Regions from separate parts of the Pan troglodytes genome. Here region 2 is linked to region 1. Evidence: chromatin contacts called from public HiChIP or PLAC-seq data. All regions are on one chromosome and are shown on one strand. The core of a region is the stretch at or near the end of the contact, and the rest is flanking DNA. Distances in the headings are between cores, read along the strand shown.

What was found. HiChIP or PLAC-seq counts read pairs in DNA pulled down with a chosen protein or histone mark.
Region 2: a contact with region 1 is called in an H3K4me3 HiChIP or PLAC-seq map of stem cell-derived excitatory neurons, with 3 times the contacts expected there. The contact joins the promoter of HNRNPL here to the promoter of ACTN4 in region 1. A contact is called at or near these places in 1 of 7 Hi-C or Micro-C datasets (stem cell-derived neural progenitor cells) and 1 of 1 datasets of contacts at active chromatin or transcription factors (stem cell-derived excitatory neurons).

The regions. Positions count from the first base shown.
Region 1 is chr20:41,772,074-41,778,160 of NHGRI_mPanTro3-v2.0_pri, forward strand. It overlaps ACTN4 (actinin alpha 4), which reads left to right and starts at 4,017. Exons shown (of 21, transcript XM_003954372.6): 1 at 4,017-4,341. The coding sequence starts at 4,180.
Region 2 is chr20:41,989,308-41,994,952 of NHGRI_mPanTro3-v2.0_pri, forward strand. HNRNPL (heterogeneous nuclear ribonucleoprotein L) reads right to left here and starts at 1,290. Exons shown (of 13, transcript NM_001280153.1): 1 at 1,053-1,290. The coding sequence starts at 1,226.

The DNA of each region.
Region 1 (6,087 bases), core at 2,767-5,266:
ATTTTTGTATTTTTAGTAAAGACGGGATTTCATTATGTCGTCCAGGCTGTTCTCAAACTCCTGGTGTCAAGTGATCTGCCTGCCTCAGCCTCCCAAAGTGCTGGGATTACAGGTGTGAGCCACCATGCTAGCTGACTCTAAACTGTTTCAAAAAGTAGGTTGAGGCAGGGCTTGGGTGGCTCACACATAATCCCAGCCTGTAATCCCAGCATTCCCTGAGGTAGGAGGATCACTTGAGGCCAGGAGTTCGAGGCCAGCCTAAGCAACCTAGCGAGACCACCCCCACACACTCCCCTCACCCCCACCACTTGTCTCTACAAAAAATTTAGCAATTGCCAGGCACAGTGGCCCATGCCTGTAATCCCAGCACTTTAGGAGGCCGAGGTGGGCGGATCACAAAGTCAGGAGATCAAGACCATCCTGGCTAATACGGTGAAACCCCGTCTCTACTAAATATACAAAAAATTAGCCGGGCATGGTGGCAGGTGCCTGTAGTCCCAGCTACTTGGGAGGCTGAGGCATGAGAATGGCGTGAACCAGGGAGGCGGAGCTTGCAGTGAGCCGAGACCGTGCCACTGCACTCCAGCCTGGGCGACAGAGCGAGACTCCGTCTCAAAAAAAAATAGAAATTAGCCAGGCGTGGTGGGGTGCACCTGCAGTGCCAGCTACTTGGGAGGCTAAAGCAGGAGGATCATTTGGGCCCAGGAATTTGAGGCTGCAGTGAACTGGAACCGTGTCACTGTACTTCAGCCTGGTGACATAGCGAGTTGCTGTGTCAAACACCATCACCACCACCAGCACCAAGAACAATATCAACAAAACTTGGCTGAGCTGGATGTGGTGGTACGTGTTCACAGTCGCAGCTACTCAGAAGGCTGAGGTAGGAGAATCAAGAGTCTGAGCTCAACTTGGGCAAAATATTGAGAACCCTGTCTCCAAAAACAAAAAACTAAAACACTGGGCTGGCCGGGTAGAGTGGCTCATGCCCGTAATCCCTGCACTTTGGGAGGCTGAGGCAGGCAGATCACCTGAACTCAGGAGTTCAAGACCAGCCTGGCCAACATGGCAAAACCCCTCTTTACTAAAAATATAAAAATTAGCCGGGCATGGTGGCATATGCCTGTAATCCCAGCTACTCTGGAGGCTGAGACAGGAGAATCGCTTGAACTCGGGATGCGGAGGTTGCAGTGAGCCGAGATCATGCCACCACACTCTGGTCTGGGTGACAGGGCGAGACTCCACCTCCAAAAAAAAAAAAAAAAAGGAAAAAAACGCTGGGCTGGACTGGGCTGGGTAAGGCAGGGCAGGGCAGGGCAGACTCCTCTGCAGCCTTTCTTCCTTTCCTTGACTTTGACTGTTACCCTGAGCGTGGAGCCACAGGAAGGTTTGAACAGAGGAGGGAGGAATGTGATCTGACTCAGTCATTCATTCACAGGCTCCCTCCAGCTTCTCCTGGGAAAGAGAAGGGGGTGGGAGGGGGAGCTGGGAGACAGTGGGGAACTGCTGCAATGGCCCAAGGGAAGGCGAGGCGAGGGTAGACAGAACCTGGGTGGCGCAGTGGGGCAGGGGGAAGTGGGTGGGTTCTGTGTATTCTTTCAAGATGGAATGACAGAATTTCCTGAAGAACTGGATGGGGTTGTGAAGACAAAGAGGCATTAAGGATGACTGCAAGGTCTGTAGCCTCAGCAACTGCAAGGCTGGAGGTGCACGAATTGAAGAGGGATGACTGTGGGATGGGATGACCAAGCTTGGGGGGAAGATCAGGAACTCTATTTTGGATATTTATTATTATTATTATCTGAGATGGAGTTTCGCTCTTGTTGCCCAAGCTGGAGTACAATGGTGCAATCTTGGCTCACCACAACCTCCGTCTCCCAGGTTCAAGCTATTCTCCTGCCTCAGCCTCCTGAGTAGCTGGGATTACAGGCATGTGCCACTATGCCTGGCTAATTTTGTATTTTTAGTAGAGACGGAATTGTTGGCCCGGCTGGTCTTGAACTCCTGACCTGGGGTGATCCGCCCACTTCGGCCTCCCAAAGTGCTGGGATTACAGGCGTGAGCCACCACACCTGGCCGGATATTTATTTATTTATTTTTATTTTTATTTTAGACGGAGTCTTGCTCTGTCGCCCAGGCTGGAGTACAGTGGCGCGATCTCGGCTCACTGCAGCCTCTGCCTCCCGAGTTCCAGTGATTCCCCTACCTCAGCCTCCTGGGTAGCTGGGATTACAGGTGCATGCCACCACGCCCGGCTAATTTTTGTATTTTTAGTAGAGACGGGGTTTCACCATGTTGGCCAGGCTGGCCTCTAACTCCTGACCTCGTGATCTGCCTGCCTCGGCCTCCCAAAGTGCTGGGATTACAGGCATGAGCCACTGCGCCCAGCCATTTATTTTTAATGTAAACATTTTTTTGTAGAGATGAGATCTTGTTATGTTACCCAGTCTGGCCTCAAACTCTTGGGCTCAAGCACTCTTCCAGCCTTGACTCCCCAGAGTGCTGGGATTGCAAGAGTAAGCCACCAGTGCCTGGCTGAATATTTAAATTTAAGATACTTCCTGATGCAGTGGCTCGCACCTTTGTTTAAATGTCTGCCTTCTCCATGAAGCCTACCTGAGTAGTTTATTTGCATTCCAGCCCATGCTTGATTTTTCTCCAAATACTCAACACCTTGGAATATACAATACTACCTATTTTTTACTTTTATGTATATTTTTGAGACAGGATTTCGCTTCTGGAGTGCATTGGTGTGATCACAGCTCACTGCAGACTGGAACTCCTGGGCTCAAGTGATGTCCCTTCCTCAGCCTCCTGAGTAGCTGGGACTACAGGTGCACACAGCCATGCCCAGTGAATTTTTACATTTCTTGTAGAGACAGGTTCTTGTTATGTTGCCTAGGCTGGCCTTGAACTCTTGGGCTCAAGCCATCCTCCCGCCTCAGCCTCCCAAAGTGCTGGGATTACAGGTGTGAGCCACTGTGCCTGTCCACATATTTTTTAAAATTTTGAGTGTTGAGGCCAGGCGCAGTGGCTCATGCCTGTAAGCCCAGCACTTTGGGAGGCTGAGGTGGGCGGATCACCTGAGGTCGGGAGTTTGAGACCAGCCTGACCAACATGGAGAAACCCCGTCTCTACTAAAAATACAAAATTAGCCAGGAGTGGTGGCACATGCCTGTGATCCCAGCTACTCGGGAGGCTGAGGCAGGAGAATAGCTTGAACCTGGGAGGCGGAGGTTGCAGTGAGCCCAGATCACGCCATTGCACTCCAGCCTGGGCAACGAGAGCGAAACTCCGTCTCAAAAAAAAAAAATTTGTGTGTTGGTTGGGTGCGGTGGCTCACGCCTGTAATTCCAGCACTTTGGGAGGCTGAGGCGGGAGGATCGCTTGAGCTCAAGAGTTCAAGACCAGCCTGGCCAACATGGTGAAACCCCGTCTCTACTAAAAAAATACAAAAATTAGCCGGGTGTGGTGGAGCATGCCTGTGTTCCCAGCTACTCGGGAGGCTGAGGCAGGAGAATTGCTTGAATCCGGGAGGCGGAGGTTGCAGTGAGCCGAGATCGCGCCACTGCACTCCAGCCTGGGAGACACAGCGAGACTCCGTCTCAAAAAATAATAAAAATAAAAGTAGATTTGTGTGTATGTGGCTTCCTTTACTAGAAGGTAGTTTCATGAAAGTTGGGATTTTTTTCTGTTTTTAGTGCCTGCGTAAAACATAGTCTGGCACAGAGTAGGTGTTCAATAAATATTTGTTGAATTTGTGTCGCTGAATGGGAACCCGGTGCAGTGCATTCCAAGCCTGAGCTGGTTCAGGTCCGATGGCGGGGCCTGCCCTTATGAATCATTCATGATCTGGCCCCGCCCATACGCGAACGACGCGCGCGTTCACGCGGGAGAGGGGGCGCGGCTCGCCCCCGGGCTGAGTCGGGCGGCAAGGAAGCGGGACTCTGCGCAGGCGCCAAGCTCCCGAGCGCGGCCTTGGTGCCTTTTCTGGTTTGGCAGGCGCGCGCGCGCGGGAGGGCGGCAACCTCGGCGCTGTGCGCAGGCGCGGCGGGCAGTGCGCAGGCGCGGGCGGAGGGCGGGCTGAAGCAGCTGAAGCGGCGGTAGCGGCGGCGGCTCGGGCAGAGGGGCGGGAGCTGAGGCGGGAGCGAACAGGCTGGTGGGCGAGCGAGAGGCGGCGGAATGGTGGACTACCACGCGGCGAACCAGTCGTACCAGTACGGCCCCAGCAGCGCGGGCAATGGCGCTGGCGGCGGGGGCAGCATGGGCGACTACATGGCCCAGGAGGACGACTGGGACCGGGACCTGCTGCTGGACCCGGCCTGGGAGAAGCAGCAGCGCAAGGTACGCGGCCCGCGGGCCGGACGGGCTGGAGGGGCTTTTCTGAGGGTGCCCGGGGAGGGGTGGGAGGTCCTGAAAGGTAACTGGAGCGTCTGTGATGGGAACGGGGGGGTCCCGAGAAGGAATTGGCGGGTCCGGGAAGGGAATTGGAGTCCTGAGGAGGAATCGCCGAGCTAGAGGAAGGAATTGGGAATCTGAAAAGAGAATTGGCGGCTGGGTGGGGAATATGGGAGTCAAATAAAAGGAATCGGGAAGGCTGATGAAGGATTTGGAGGGTCTGGGCGTGCCATTAGGGGAAACCGAGGAGATGACTGGGCAGGCTGAAATGGAACTGGGATCCGAGGCGGGCTTGAAGGGTCGGAGCATGGGTTGGGGGTGCTGGGAGGAGAATCAGGGGAGGCTGGGAAGGGAATTTCTGGGTCTGGGAAGTGTGAGGAGGAGCTTGAGTGTGGAGGGGTTGGTTATTTGGAGAGCAGAAAGATCTGAAGGAGACTGGAATTGGGGGAGCCTCAGGTTGGGGGAGTTCTAAAGGGGATGAAGCATCAAGTGTGAGGATGGAGTGGAGATTGTGGGGTCTGAAGACGGGTGGGAAGACTAGGGAGGCTGGGAAGATGAAAACAGGGGCTAAGGGTAGAATTGAGCATGAAAAGACATGGGCTTAGGGTGTGAGGAGGGTAGAGGTGCCAGGACTGGGGGTCTGAGGAGGGTGGGGTGCGGAAGGAAGAAGTTAAGGGGCCCGTGAATCAGACGTTTTTGAAGGGGGTGAGATTTATTTGTGGTGCCCTGTTCCAAAGGGGAGAAGATTAAGAGATAGGAGGAATAATAAGAGGAATTGATGAGGGATGGAGAAGCCGGAGTAGAGGGGATACGGAGAGTGGGGATAATTTGGGGAGGGGTTTCTAAAGAATTGATGGGAAGCTGAAAAGCTAAAGCGTTGGAGAGAATGAGGAAGTGTAGAGGGAGAAGGTGAGATCGGTGGGAGGGAGGGTGAGCTGGAATGGTGGATAATGGGAGGGAGGTTCGTTTAGGAAAATGAAAGTCTCATTAGAAAGGGAATGCGTAATGGATAGACTGAGAAAGGAATTTGAGGAGGGGGTGCTGGCTCCTGGAGGTGCAGTCCCGGGACTGGAGAACGTGTGTGTGTGTCGTGCAGGCAGAATGAGTTTGGGGAGGAAGCGTTGAGAGTGTCCAGGAAGAATTGTGTCTTTTTTGGAGAGACCGGAGGTAGGTGAAGGGATCCTGAAGCAGAGACTGTGTTCAGGTGGCACTGTTTTTTTGGGGGGCGGGGGGGGGCAACTTGGTAGGGCCCCACAGCAGTGAAAAGGTGATGAGAAGTGGAGTGGGATCCCGAGCGAGGTGTCAGTGTCTGTTGGAGGGGGGGGATAAATCCAGTGTGGTTGAGGGGGGAGCTCTGAGTGTGTGCAGGAAGAGCTAAAGAAAGGAGCGTGGTGAGTGGGTGTGTGTGGGGGGAAGGGGTTGTTCAGAAGTTTTGTGCGTGAAATGGGTGGGAGGTACTTGAAGTTGGAAGCATTTCGTGGGATCTGGAGATCTGGATTTTCTTTCCAGATTTGTTACTGATTCGCTCTGTGGCCTTGGACAAGACCCTTGAACTCTCCGGGCAGTTTTGTTATCTGCAAAATGCAAAGGGATCCGAGGGGTCCTTGCGGTGATTCTGTTAATAAAGAGGGATGTGTGTAGAGTTGGGACTTTGGACAGGGCTCTGAAGGTTTGGGAGAGTGGGTTTGGTGG
Region 2 (5,645 bases), core at 40-2,539, 210 kb after region 1:
GCCAGGTTAGCAGCTCCCACAAATGGGAGTTCTAACTCCAGCCCTGCCCCTCACTAGCTGTGCCACCTACAGTAATTCACCTCATCTCATCTCTCTCCTGGCCCATTTCCTCCTTTGTAAATCGGGAATCCCAGTATCTCCCCCAACCTCAGGAAGCGTTAAGGATTTTCAATTAAGATGTCTTTAAAATGTGTGAGACAAGGCCAAGATTAAAACGCTAACAACTCGTAACCCCTAAACCCTAGAAAACCCTGCAAATAGGCGGCCCTGTAAGACTTCAAGATTTTGGAAAGAGTGGGGACTGGGCCCCACTCCAAAAGCAACGACTGGTGTTTTCGGAGGGACTGATTACAGAGGGTCGAAATGCTTCCAGCATGGCCAGGAAATAGTTTGGTTTATCAAATCCTCGGTACCCAGTGAATCCCCGGAAACTGTAAGCAAACTTGTGATGGTTTCAAGGCTTCGCTCAACTCCTAAAAGGGTAAAAGTGCATTTCACAAGTCCTCTTCCCATTTTCAATGCCTACAAAAATGAGAGCATCTAGGCTCAAACACATCCATTTCTGTATAGAGACAAGACTGGGCCTTAGAGATTAAGCTGCCATCAGACGGAATTCCCCACTCCAGAGGACAAGGCCGCCGCCCACCCGTTCCCGCTCACCAGGCGCTCCCCTAACCGCCCACGAGGCCGGGCGGGAACACTGCGCCTGCGCATGGAGTCAGCGAAGAAAATGATAAAGGGGAAAAAAACCGGCCGGGCCGCGTGCCCGGCCCCCACACGCCAGCCCGCGGCGCCTGCGCACTGGGCCATTCCCCTCACAAGCTACTTCCTCTGCGCTCCCCCACACCCCGCTCCGGACCCTGCGCACGCGCAGGCGCCTGTCCTCGCGCAAACCCCGCCGTTTGCCCAACGGCCGCCCCTCCCCCACACCGTCAACGACGCGATGGCCTGGGCGCGTGCGCAGAGGCCCCCCTCAAAAAATAAAATGCCCTCAAGCTGGGAAATTGTCCCCCAGTTCCCGGCCTTCCCAGCGCCTAGGGCCCTGGCCTCACCCCGCCGCCGCCGCCGCCCGCCGCCCCGGCTCCTCCACCGCCACCGCCGCCGCCTCCGTGCTGGTCGCCGGCGTTGTCAGTCTTGAGCCGCTTAGGGGCCCGGCCGCCCTCACTGCCGCCGCCGTAGTAACGGCCACCGCCGCCTCCGCCGCCCGCCGCCGCCATCTTCACCATCGCTCCCGAACGCCTCCGCTGCTCGTCCGGCTGCTGCCTCTGCTCCAGCCGCCGACGCCGCTTCTCCGCCCGGGGCAGCAGCCTCCGCGACATGGCGGCGCAGAACCCGCCTCCCCCCGCCTCTCATTGGGGGAGGGACACGCCCGTCACCCGCCGCCCCCACCCGATAGGGGGAGCCACTGGTCCCCACACGCCTTGCGCGCTTATTGGACATTGCCCACGCCGTTCTGCAGGAGGGCCCGCCCTTGTTTGTCTGAGACACTCCTTATAGGTGGTCGCTTTCTGCCAGTCATTCCGTCGACCCCGCCGCCTTAAAATAAAATCCAATTTGATAGGTCGGATTTCTGGCGCTGCTGGCCTCCCTAAAAGCACCTGATAGGAACGGCGCTCTAAACCTCCCAAAAATCCCCGCCTCCCTCCCACTTTCATTGGTCTCCTCGCTAATCCGTCAGCACCAGTCACAATGACTACCTTCCCGCGCCATTTCGCAAGGAGACAAGGAAGTCCCGCCCTTTTTTGGTCTCTCTCCAGTGGTTACTACAGATGCCCATTCTTCTGCGTCTCCACTGATTGGTCAATGGAGAGTGGAGCGCACCCTCTCACCAGATGGTAGGACTATTGATACGCTCTGATTGGATGAAATGGGGAGCCCTACCCCAGGGTAGGCGCTCTTTGGTGCAGTATACGAAACGAGCGAAGGCGAGAACGCATGCGCAAATACGCTTTCAGGCGCCGCCCAGAGGCGGGGCCCCCTCTCAAGAGAGTGACAGCCTGGAATACCCGGAGTATTTATGGAGCGACCGCTGTGTGTGCGCCGGAAGGCTAGACCAAGATTGACAGGAACTCCCAGGGTATCTCTGTCGCCATCACTATACCGTGTTCATTTCTATCTCTAGGAGGAATTCTTAAAATCCCAAATCTGAGCCTTTTCCTCAGTAGAAAACCACTCGCTGCTGCCGACTGTCTTCGGACCCTGTCCAGTTCTAAATTCAGCCGCAACCCTTTCAGTTTCCCTTGGGAGAAGGCTCTTCCGCGCACTCTCCATCTGTGCCCGTGCAGTCCCTTCCACCTGCAATAGTCCACTACCCCTCCTGCAGGAGCTAAGGGCCAAGTCATCTTGTCCGTGCGATCTAAATTCACAGGTCCCTGCCATCCCAGACCCCCAGGATTCCCTTCAAAGCCATAACTCGGGCCAGTGGTTTTCACCTGACAGCTCGACCCCTATGAGCACCACAGGAGGTCCTAGCCCCGACCCTGGAGAGGCCACCTACCAAGCGCCCAGTACAGCACCTGGCACAGTGCAAGCCCCCTGCACAGGGGAGGCGTTCTTGTGATCTGTGCTTGCGTCGGGCCTTTCTTCCTCAACGGCGGGGTAAGACCACCCGCACTGCACCAAGAGAATGTCGGAGGGTATCTCCAGACTCCAGCGAAGCCCAACTGGCGGAGCCTGGGGGGTGGAGAGGAGCGCGCCCCAGTTATCACGCGCAGCCAGCGGGGTCAAACGGGGATTAACCTGGGATCCCGTCCTACGGCATTTAACATTATGGGGCTGCCCGCGCAGGGTGTGGGGGGGAACACCTTAGCGAAGCTATTGGCAAGTGACGATATCGCCAAAGGGGGGAAAAGAAATAAAAGCGAAGCTAGCGTCGTGAGAAACGCGGCGGACGCCCCAAAAGTGCTCCAGGACCTTTCTGCCCGGCTGATGGGGGATTTCGAGTTGAGGTCCGGGTGGAAACTAAGTTTGAAATGGAGGCCGTGTGTGGTGGCTCACACCTGTAATCCCAGCACCTGGGGAGGCCAAGGCGGAAGGCTCGCTTGAGCCCCGGATTTCGAGGTTGCAGTGAGCCGTGATCGCGCCCCTGCACTCCAGCCTGGGCGACGGAGCGAGACCCTATCAGAAAAAATGGGGTCTATGGCAATACAAGAGGGGGACAGGCCTGGTGGCTCTGCCGGTGAGGGGAAATAAAGTTAGGGGAGGGGGCCTTGCTGGGGACCTCGGTCAGCTCCCCCGGACACCAGGAAGATCCGACCACGCCAACTGAACAGAGACGGGGGCGGGGCCGCGTCTGAAGCACGTGACCCGCGTGACGGGAGGAGGCGGGGCCGGTCGCGACGAAGGGCGGGGTCGCTCCGTCCCAACGTCAGAGGAATGCGGTGGGGGGAGGGGGAGAGAGAGGGCCCCTCCCCTCCCCGCCCCCGCGCCCGGCCCGGACGCCCCTCGCGCCGGCGCGCACGGCCGGAGCGCGGCGGAACGGTCTACCCGGCGCCGCACGTTCTAGGCCGCCGGCCCGGCCTGGTGACCCGCACCCCCCCGCGCTCCCGGCCACCGCCCCGCCCCCACCCCGCTGCTCGGACCCTGGCCCCCGGCCGCGCGCGGCGCCGCCCGCCGGTGCCCCAGTCACCCTCCCGCACCCCTCGCCCCCAGCCCCTACCAGCTCGGCGGCGAGCCTGACCGGCCGTCCCGGATCGAAAAGAGCAGACACTGGGAAGTTTTGGGAGAGGGAGGGGCGGGCCTTAAAGGGACCACGACCTTTTTTCAGCCCCGTGGGGGGAAGAAAAATTGGGGGCAGGGGGCGCGGGAGCGGGGACACGGCAGGAGACCGAGGGTCGCCCCGCGGGGGAATGGAGGAAACCAGGCGAGAAAGGAGCGGGAAGACCTTGGAGCCGCGGTGTTCGGGCTCCGCGTCCCTTTTCCCCAAAAATCCACCCCCGCCCCCCGCAGACGGAAAGTCAAGCAGTTGTTTGAGACTCGTGCATCTTGCCTCCTGGTCAGGCAAGTGTTGTCTTGGCTGAGGCAAGTGTTTGGGGTGTACATTGCTCACATAAGGAAATGGGCTGGAGGGACGCAAGTGACTAACCCAGGATGCCACAGCTTGCAAGTGGCATGGCGGGGCTGGTCTGACGCCGGAGCAGACGCATCACCACGGCACTGCAGGGCTTATTAGGGTGATGGGGTAGGCTGTAGAGATGGGGGGTTCAGAGCAGGGGACTGGAGCCACCCTACCGGGGTTCCAACGTAGAAGCTGCATTTACTGTCTCTGGCCTTAGGAAAGTAACTTAGCCTTCCTCATCCGTTAGGGGGATGGCAGTAGGAGCTTCGTCTGGGTGGTCATGAGGAATGCAGAGAATGGAAACGGGACCTTAGAGGCCTACCCCCATTTCACAGTTGAAGTAAAACTGGCCCAGAGAGTGGAAGAACCGCGAAAAATTACCACAGCTCGGCAGCCTCTGAAAGAGCAGGTCGCTCCCGTTCTTAATCCACACAAAGCTTAATCGGACCCTTGCAGATCCTTGTAAACCCATGCCAGCCGGGCACGGTGGCTTCCCCTGTAATCCCAGCACTTTGGGAGGCCGAGGTGGGCAGATTGTTTAAGTCCAGGAGCTCGTGACCAGCCTGGGCAACATGGTGAAACCTTCTCTCTACATAAAATACAAAAAAATTAGCTGGGCATGGTGGCGTGCAACTGTAGTCCCAGCTACTGAGGAGGCTGAGGCGGAAGGATCACTTGAGCCCAAGAGGTGGAGGCTGACAAAGCGAGACCCTGTCTCAAAAACAAACAACACCCCAGAAAAATATGGCTGGGCGCCGTGGCTCACGCCTGTAATCGTAGCACTTTGGGAGGCCGAGGCAGGAGAATCGCTTGAGGTCAGGGGTTCGAGACCAGCCTGGCTAACATGGCGAAACCCGGTCTCTACTTAAAATACAAAAATTAGGCTGGCGTGGTGGCAGGCGCCTGTAATCCCAGCTACTCAGAATGCTGAGGCAGGAGAATTGCTTGAACCCGGGAGGTGAAGTTTGCAGTGAGCCGAGATTGTGCCACTGCACTCCAACCTGGGCAACAGAGTGAGACTCTGTCTCAAAAAACTAAAATAAATAAAATAGGCCGGGCACGGTGGCTCACGCCTGTAATACTAGCACTTTGGGAGGCTGAGGTGGCTGGATCACGAGGTCAGGAGATCGAGACCATCCTGGCTAACACGGTGAAACCCCGTCTCTGCTAAAAATTAAAAAAAAAATTAAAAAAAAAATAGCTGGGCATGGTGGCGGGCGCCTGTAGTCCAGCTACTGGGGAGGCTGAGGCAGGAGAATGACGTGAACCCAGGAGGCTGAGCTTGCAGTGAGCCGAGATCGCTCCACTGTACTCCAGCCTGGGCGACAGAGCGAGACTCCGTCTCAAAAATAAATAAATAAAAGTAAAAAATAAATAAAGAAAGAAAAAATAGTAATGCTGCTGTGACCATTCCTAGTGATATCTTCTTGTGTCCATGTGTGAGAGTTTTAAGGGCATGTAGGTAGGAGTGGGATTGCTGGGTCATGTAACATATTTTGACATTATTGGGTAGTAACAAATTGTTATTCAATATATCTGTACCATATATTCCCACCAGCAGTATATGAGAAGGTCTCATTCTTTTTTT